2 separate regions of the Mus musculus genome follow, and region 2 is linked to region 1. A link is a contact called in public promoter capture Hi-C data. All regions are on one chromosome and are shown on one strand. The core of a region is the stretch at or near the end of the contact, and the rest is flanking DNA. Distances in the headings are between cores, read along the strand shown.

Region 1 (3,961 bases), core at 803-3,302:
ATATGGCGATAGATCGGGGAGATCATGGGAGACCTCTACTTTTTGCTCATTCTATATTATGTCAAACATCTTTAATTTCAGTAATAGTATATAATAAATGCATACCCTGACTGTTCTACTAGAATGATCTTTAATTTCTACATTTGAAAAGTTGAATCTAAACCCTAATACTTTTGCTAAATAATATAATAAAGTCTACATTCCTTTGCTTCCCCAGTTATGCCTGATAAATTTATATTGCTGCAACACACAACATCCTATGCTGAGCCGTTTCCATAGGTTCCAAGTGGACATTTCCCAGAGTTCTTAGTCTCTCTACTACTACATGTGCTTTCCCAATAGAATTCTGAATTACCCATTATGAATTAGAGAAGTCAGGCAGTGGGCACATAAGTGAAAAGGTTATGACCAACTGATTTCTTTTTGTCTGGATCCTAATGGACGTACCGATACGTAGGTACTTAGGTATTTAAATTTTCGTAAGTAAACAAAGCTTGCTTAGACATCAATTTCTCTTAAACATGTACACTGTGTTTATTCTAGCTACAGCTCCTTAAGTATTAACAGAGCTCTCCATAGTTTGAAGACATCTAATATAATTCTGCTGTTTTACAGTCAAATTGAATTCTGGAGGTCTTTCTTTTGTTTTTTTTTTTTTGTTTTGTTTTTTTTTTTTTTTTTTTTTTTTTTGGTCATGAGGTAAATGTTCACCGTGGATCCTCCTCACCATGTCAAAAGGGTGTTAAGTTAAAAGCAGACATTTCCCAGACAGACATGAGAAAGCTTGAAAGATCACCGCTTAGAAAAACGTAGCCTGGCTACCTAGTTGTATAGATGAGAAAATAACACTGGATCCCTGGCCTACCCATGACCCCATAGCTGGATAGTACAGAAACCAAAAGCGAATCTGGCTTTTCTGTCTTCAACTCCAAACTGTATCTGGTTTTTTTTTTTTCCCCCAAATGATTTCATACCACTTCTCCTCTTCAAAAGCCTTACTACTGAGAGGGCACAACTAAGGTGGCAACAGGGTACCCTCTGAACTTTATCCGTGGATCTCAAGCTCTGGAAGAACTTAATGAGATACTGCACCAAACCCTTTCATCTAGGAATGGCACACACTAAGCAGTCATCAAATGGTAACGGCTATCATTATCTTTTACCACAAAGTAGGGAGTGAATTTGGGGTCGGGGGGGGGAGGGTGAGGGGTATGCATATTAGCAGTGGGTGGAGGACCCATTGGACAAGTCTTTTAAACTTACACTTAATTACCCTTATTTGCCCTTATTTTGGGCTGAAACTTTACACTGATTTATGACCCACCCACAATGACCTTGATTTTTACCCAGCCCCTCCTGTACTTTTATGAACTGCTATATTGCAGTATTTTCAAGTAATGACCGGCCAGGTCCTCTTAGCCCTGGAGATACAAACATCTTCCACTGACTCATACGGTATCTTAAAATGTGACCCAAATACATCTCGAGAAAAGACCATAAATTTTAAACGACCAGCGCAGGTTACGTTCAGCGAGTGATTACAGGGAATGGTAACAAGTGCAAAGTGCTGCCATGCGGAAAGCCATTTTCTCAAAACAGCCGGTGCGGCCGGCCGAGGGAGAGGAGGGAGAAGGTCAATGGAGGTGCACGGTTTTCTCCCAGAGGGTCCTCTGCAGCTCCGCACCAGCGACCTCGAAATGAATGAAACGCTCGGTCACGCCGACAGCCCGGGCCCCGGGGGTGCAGGGACGCCAGAGTCCCGGGGAGAACTCGGCGGATTTCTCTCCCCACCCCAGCCCATTCAGGGCCGCGGTCTCCGGGAGGGATGCTGCATGGCAGGTGCGGGACCGCCCGCCGGCCCACACTCACCGCCGCCCGCTCCGCCGCTTTCCACTCGGCTCCGCGCCTCCGCCGCCCAGGCCGGGCCGCAGTCCCCTTCCGCTTCCGGGAGCCGAGGCGCCGGGACCGGCCGAGTGGGTGTCGGCATGCCCGCGCGCCCGCGCGGAGGCACGGCCGCCGTCGCCCTCTCCGCTTCGCGCCCCGGAGCTGCGATGGGAGCCGCCGAGGGCCGAAAGACCTGAAAGCGCTCGCAGCCCAGCGCTGCGCCCGGCCTACCTTCGTCTAACCTACCTGTGCCTCCCCGCCCTGCATCCCGGCCCTGCCCAGGCGGCCGCACACGCGTGTCCCCACACCCTCCCTGCCTAGGACCAGCCTCAGCCTTAAGCAGTGCTCGCTTCCTCCTTCTGTCGGGGAACAGGCCTCTCTCCCCAGTGACAGCTATGGATTTTCCAATGTTACCTTGCTTCAAAATTTAGTCTGCAACATTGACATCTTCTGGGATTCTGGAGAGAATGCAGTCTCAGGCCTGCTCATTCCGTACCTGAATTTTAATTCAGGATCTGGAGGTGACACCTATCAGTGCACCCCAAAGCAGCAGTGTTCATCTTTAGGGCCTTCAGACCCTCTTTTGGGATACCCCAGCCATTGGAGGTTTTTCCAATTCTTGTTGGCAACCTAAATCCGCATTCAAATCATTTTTAAATGCATTTCAGATAATCTCTATAAATTGTCAGCGCTCCAATCAGTGACACCTAGGAAAAAAAATTAATGAACGCAACAGCTCAAATAACCCATCTCCCAATCTAAGCTGTTATCCTCACAAACGCCTGAGATACAATAATATAATATAAATATAATAATATAATATAATATGTTATATTATATATAATATAATAATATAGCTTTTTGCACGTCACTCCTAAATAGTGCCGTGGAAAAGTTTATACTGTATGGAGATAGCTGGTTATGCCTACATGTCCCAGAAGAAGATCATGTGTGGATGGGAGAGGAATTCCCTGCTGTAGGAAGTCTGTACTTCTTGTTGAATGGTATTGAGAGCCTTCCAGAACAAACTGTTCCCGGTGGTACCTGTTACTCAGGTCCTGGGACGACAGCTGTACTAACTCTAAAGTTACCTTCAACTAGCTTGTTCCATTTCCTGACAAATCCCCTTAATTTCATTCCCCTTAAAAAAAAAAAATCTTCTACTTCCCCACTGATAGGGGCAGGATAGGAAGACAAAGAAAACAAGGGAGTGTGGGAAAGGGGGAGGCCTCTCACGCGGAGACCTAGCTTTCCTCCTGGCTGTGTGTCAAGAAACATCAACACAACCACTAAAGCCAAGGCTGTCTCCAAGATAGTGCTCATTCTTCCCTCTACATCTCAAACAACAGTGTCACAGTCACTGTGGCAGCTACTCAGGGCCAGGGTGATTGCAGCCTTGACTTTAACCCTGTTAGCAGTACTCTCTCAACTCTAAATCTAAACAGAAGCCTCATAAAACCACCTGACAATCTTCTTTACAAAAGGGGCGTTCTTTAAGATAAGAGAAATAAGTAAATCATGACTTTCCTTTATTTTTAAACTGTTCTTAGTTCTTAAGCTTTGTAAATTACATCTTTTGAGCAAGTTAACTTAGCTGCAGAATTATATGTGTATGTATACATATATACATATACACATATATGCACATATATGTATATATTGCATATGTGATATATATACCATAAAGACTCCCAGCATAACTGCTCGCTCTTGCTCTTTCTCTCTCTCTCTCTCTCTCTCTCTCTCTCTCTCTCTCTCTCTCTCTCACACACACACACACACACACACACACACACACACAAAGTCACGTCTCAGATGTGTACTATTGTCCTTTCCTCAAGACAGACTGGCTTCCTCTCTTGTGCTTGTGTGTGTGTGTATGTGTGTGTCCTCTGTCCCACAGTCTTACCTGTACTTGGGCTTAAATCTGAAGTTTGTGTTGTCCCTTATCGCTACTTAATAAATTCACTTTGCTCTGACTCATCCTTAGGTTCTTTTCTGAATATATTTCAAGATCTAGCTTTACCTTCCTGAAGATATGAATGACAATGTTGGGTCACATTTCAAACTCAAGACC
Region 2 (3,961 bases), core at 742-3,241, 460 kb after region 1:
ACCTACAACACCCTACTGTACACCTGCTCGTTCACCCTAAATGGGTCCACACATGACTTCTCTCCCTGGCACTCTGGGAGACCTAGACATCCAAAGCTGTACCTTCTCTCTCTAAGGTAGCAAACTTAAGCAAAGAGTACTTAAGCACTCAGTAGAGAGTGGATAAACGTATGCCCACATACTTGTCCACCATGAGGGTAAAACATAGATTTGGCAGGAACAAAAAGTCCCTTTGTGCCTTGTCCATCATTGGGAGCTTATCAGTAATAAGGCAAAAACTGAGGTCTGATGGAGGCATATCTTTTCTGCAGTCATGCAGTCACTCAACAAACATGTATTCAAGTCTTTGTGCCAGGCTGTCTGCTGCTCTGATACCTAACTTCGACATGAGCTCTTGAGTTTGTTTTATTGGCAGTTGACAGAGTAACCTTCATCTCAATATGCCAAGACAATCCCATTTAACATCTACTGTTATGGCTTGCATTTCTTCAACAGTGAGCCAGAGTCAGAAATACCACTCTATAGTTAGGAGCTACTCTGGGTCTTGATTGTTTTTTTTTTTTTTTCTTTATTACGGAAGAAAAAAAAATATCCATGCTAGTCGATTTTTCTATGTGTCTAGACCTGGTTAGCCTTGAATTTGTGATTCTCCTGACTCAGCCATCTGAGTGCTGAGATTACAGACCAGGCTCAGGATTGTTCTTTCATTTTCAATACAAATAGATTAAATGGTTATGGACAGGGAAGCAGCTGGAGACAAGCCTGGGATAAGCTATTGAGACTGTACAACAGCCTCCATCATGCCAAGACTGTGGCTATTTAATGTATACACAAGAGGGAACGTTAGAAACTCTTGAGGAAGTAGTAGATGGTCAAAGTACCGTAGTAGTGTGTTACCTGGATTACGAATGTAAAATTTAAAAGCGCAGGCAACAGGCCATGCCAAAAGACTGCCTAAAGCTATAAATAAAAGTTGTCACAGAAGAAAATAGTAACAAATATTCTATCTCATTGTTTGCCTTGTGTGTCCTTAGAAGGTCCAGCAACACATCCATGCCCCCTGGGCAAGCGCTAATTCCCTGGTGTGTGGTCTTGGGCCCACACCGCAAGGCTGGTCCTCAGAAAGCTCTGGTTCGCCGCCTTAACTGTCTGTAGCATAAAGATTGATCCTTGGGGTTTTGATCGGTTCTTAATGTCAACATTTAAAGCACAGTATTTACTCGTTACCAGGATCTTCTGGCAGTAAAGACCGAATCCTAACTCACTCGCCTCCTCCACATCACCCATCTATTGCATCATTGGAAATCAAGGCTTTCTCAGGCCGCGACTTGTAAAATTCAAGTCAGGTAAAATGGCAGCAGAGGCGGCGGCAGGAGCCTGACCCTCAACTTGAGAGCAGAGCGCGCGCTCCCAGCAGCAGCTGAAGGAAGCGCTGAAATCAACAGGTCGGGCGCCCCCGCCCGGGAGCGTTCAGACCCCGGCGCCGCGCGAGGACCCGGTAGGTCACTTCGGTAGCCTAGAGAGGCGAGGCCGCCGGCGATTCTGGACAAGGGACCTTTCCCGGCCGCGGGGCTCAGGCTCCGGCCCTCGGTCCCGGGGTGACTAGACAGCCGTACCCCACCCGCCCGGCGGACACCTCGCGGAACTTCCACAGAAAGCGACACAGAAGTCGAGTCCAGAACGGTTCCGCAAAAGCCCATAGGGTCCAAGGAGGCTCAGGCTGGCCCGGGCTGCTCTGCCTGGCCCCGTGGGACGCTCCTCGGCGTGAAGGACAGCCCTGCCCACCCTCCGTGCCAGCGGAGGCTCCGCATCCCTCCCACGCCCGCCGGTGCCCGCCGGTGCCCGGACCAGCCCGCTCTGCCTGTCCTCGCACCTCGTCCGCGTCCAATTCCACTCGGCTGCCCACGAGCGCCATGTTCCCCTCCGCGGCGGCCGCACACCCACAGGGAACTCAGAACCGACTCTTTTCTGGCTCTGGGTTCAGCCCAGCACGGGTGGAGGAGGAACCAGGCGGCCCCGAGCGACCGGACCGAGCTGTCCCCGCCCCCGGCGCCGCGGTATCCACTGCGCACCCAGTACCCCAGCGGATGCCAGGCTAATGCCCCGCCCCCTCGCCGGATAGCCCCGCCCCGGCACGCGGCCTCCTTAGAGAGCAGCCAACCAGGTTCCGTGGGGAGGAGTCACCCACAGAGTCAGCGGGTGCTCGGGAAAAGGACCTCTGGGGTACTGGCCTCCCTAGAGGATTGGCAGGAGCCTGGCGCCGTGACTGGAGCGCGCAGAGCTGACAACCCAAGGTCGTGGCTGCGCTCCCTCTGTGGCTAGTGGTCCACCTGGTCCTTGGTCTGGAACCAGAGCGTTTACTTCGCCCAGAGGACAGAGCATCTGACAGATGCAGCTAGAGGACAGCTATGGGTCACTGGTCACCTAGAGGCATCTGACACATCACATGCCCAAGTCGCTGTGTCAAGAACATCCTCTCCAAGAGATAGGAGCTCTGTTTTGCCTCTGTGTTTGCGAAGTAACGGCTTCGGTGTAACTCAGAGCCCTGTACATCTCCCAGCACGGTCCAGGTTTTTATTGCTACACCATCTCTCACTCAGCCTTCTGTAAATCCAAATAGACATAATTTGTGCTTCAATTATCCATGAGGATAAGGATGCTGTCTTTTTCTATGCTATATCCCTAGAACCTAGAACAATGTTTTTTGACTGTATTTAGAAATTGATTCCTGTTTCTGACTTGCAAAATAACTGAGCTATCCAACTGGGAAAAAAAAAGTTAAAACTATAAATATTTAGGGTTGAGAGTCAGTTTTATTTTAAACTCCCCTAACGGTGTAATTTGGTAACAAATGTTACAAGACACCCCACTCATATAGAGCATCCCAAAAATGTCCTATCCCTGTTCTGTGGTGTCCCCAGACACCAAACTTCTATCGTTGCTATCACCCCATCTCTCCCCACTTTGTTGTATGCAGTCATTTACATACTCAGTATCTATCTGATTTATGAAATACGGCTTATCGGTCTGTAAACATAAAAACAGGAAACTAATTGTAATTGAGAACTAATCGTGTACTAGGACTATGCTGGGGCCCTTGTATGTTTTGTCTCACTTATTCTCATAGGAAGAGGGACACTGTTTAGTAAGAGTTTAAGTCACTTTCCTAGGGTCAGGCTGCTAAGTAAAACAGTGATGCCAGAATCAGAAACGCAGTCTGGCGGCAGCACCTGGCTAATAGCCGGTCTCTCTGTGACTACAGCCAACCTTCTTTTCTCCCTGTGGATTTCAGGAGACTAGCTGAGAGGAGGCCTATTAACACACATTTCCCAGGAGTCACCATGGCATCCTTGATACCAGCTTCATGATGTTATTGTCTCCAAGTGTCTTTGACACAGCAGCAGTTAAGACCAATGAAGGTAAAAACTCCTCCTGGTCAAGAGAATACTAGATATTAATCTGGTTGGAGAATTGACATTTTTGTAAGGCATGTCAATCATCTGGCTAAGACACTGCCCCTTAGAAGGCGGGTTCTTCTGTAGCCACGTTAAAAAGGTAAGTGGAATGCTTCTTTCTTTAATGAGATAATGCACTGTACATACACACAGTCTCTTACAGAGCAGCCGGCATGCAGTTTCCTGAGTCTGCCCGCTTTTCCGAGTTACTCAGAAAAGCTAAACTTTTCCTTTTCTTCTCTTTTCTAAGCCTATGGTCTCTAAGCATAGCTCCTCCCCATCGTGGGTCTCACCTCCATGATGAGTTGGTTTTTGGTTTTTGTTCGTTTTGGGTTTTTTTTTTTCCTTCTCCTTTTGCCTCCTCTGAGAAGAACCTGAGATTTTCAGTTCACCTGCCTTGGAGTTTTATTTCTTCTAAACTCTCAGAAAATTGTCCTCTAGCTTCCAATTGAGTCCACTCTTAAATTATTTTATCGATGAAACTAAGAACCCCCAAGAGGAGACCT

The links. Capture Hi-C pulls out chosen DNA fragments and counts their contacts.
Region 2: a contact with region 1 is called in a promoter capture Hi-C map of adipose tissue. The contact joins the promoter of Ttc39b here to the promoter of Zdhhc21 in region 1. A contact is called at or near these places in 2 of 39 promoter capture datasets (liver and neural stem cells), 2 of 484 Hi-C or Micro-C datasets (Th1 cells and group 2 innate lymphoid cells) and 2 of 9 other capture datasets (adipose tissue and pancreatic islet).

The regions. Positions count from the first base shown.
Region 1 is chr4:82,857,621-82,861,581 of GRCm38.p6, forward strand. Zdhhc21 (zinc finger, DHHC domain containing 21) reads right to left here and starts at 2,053. Exons shown (of 9, transcript NM_026647.4): 1 at 1,870-2,053.
Region 2 is chr4:83,322,198-83,326,158 of GRCm38.p6, forward strand. It overlaps Ttc39b (tetratricopeptide repeat domain 39B), which reads right to left and starts at 1,992. Exons shown (of 20, transcript NM_027238.2): 1 at 1,874-1,992. The coding sequence starts at 1,915. It overlaps Gm42306 (a long non-coding RNA gene), which reads left to right and starts at 573. Exons shown (of 3, transcript XR_881382.3): 1 at 573-2,570; 2 at 3,293-3,555.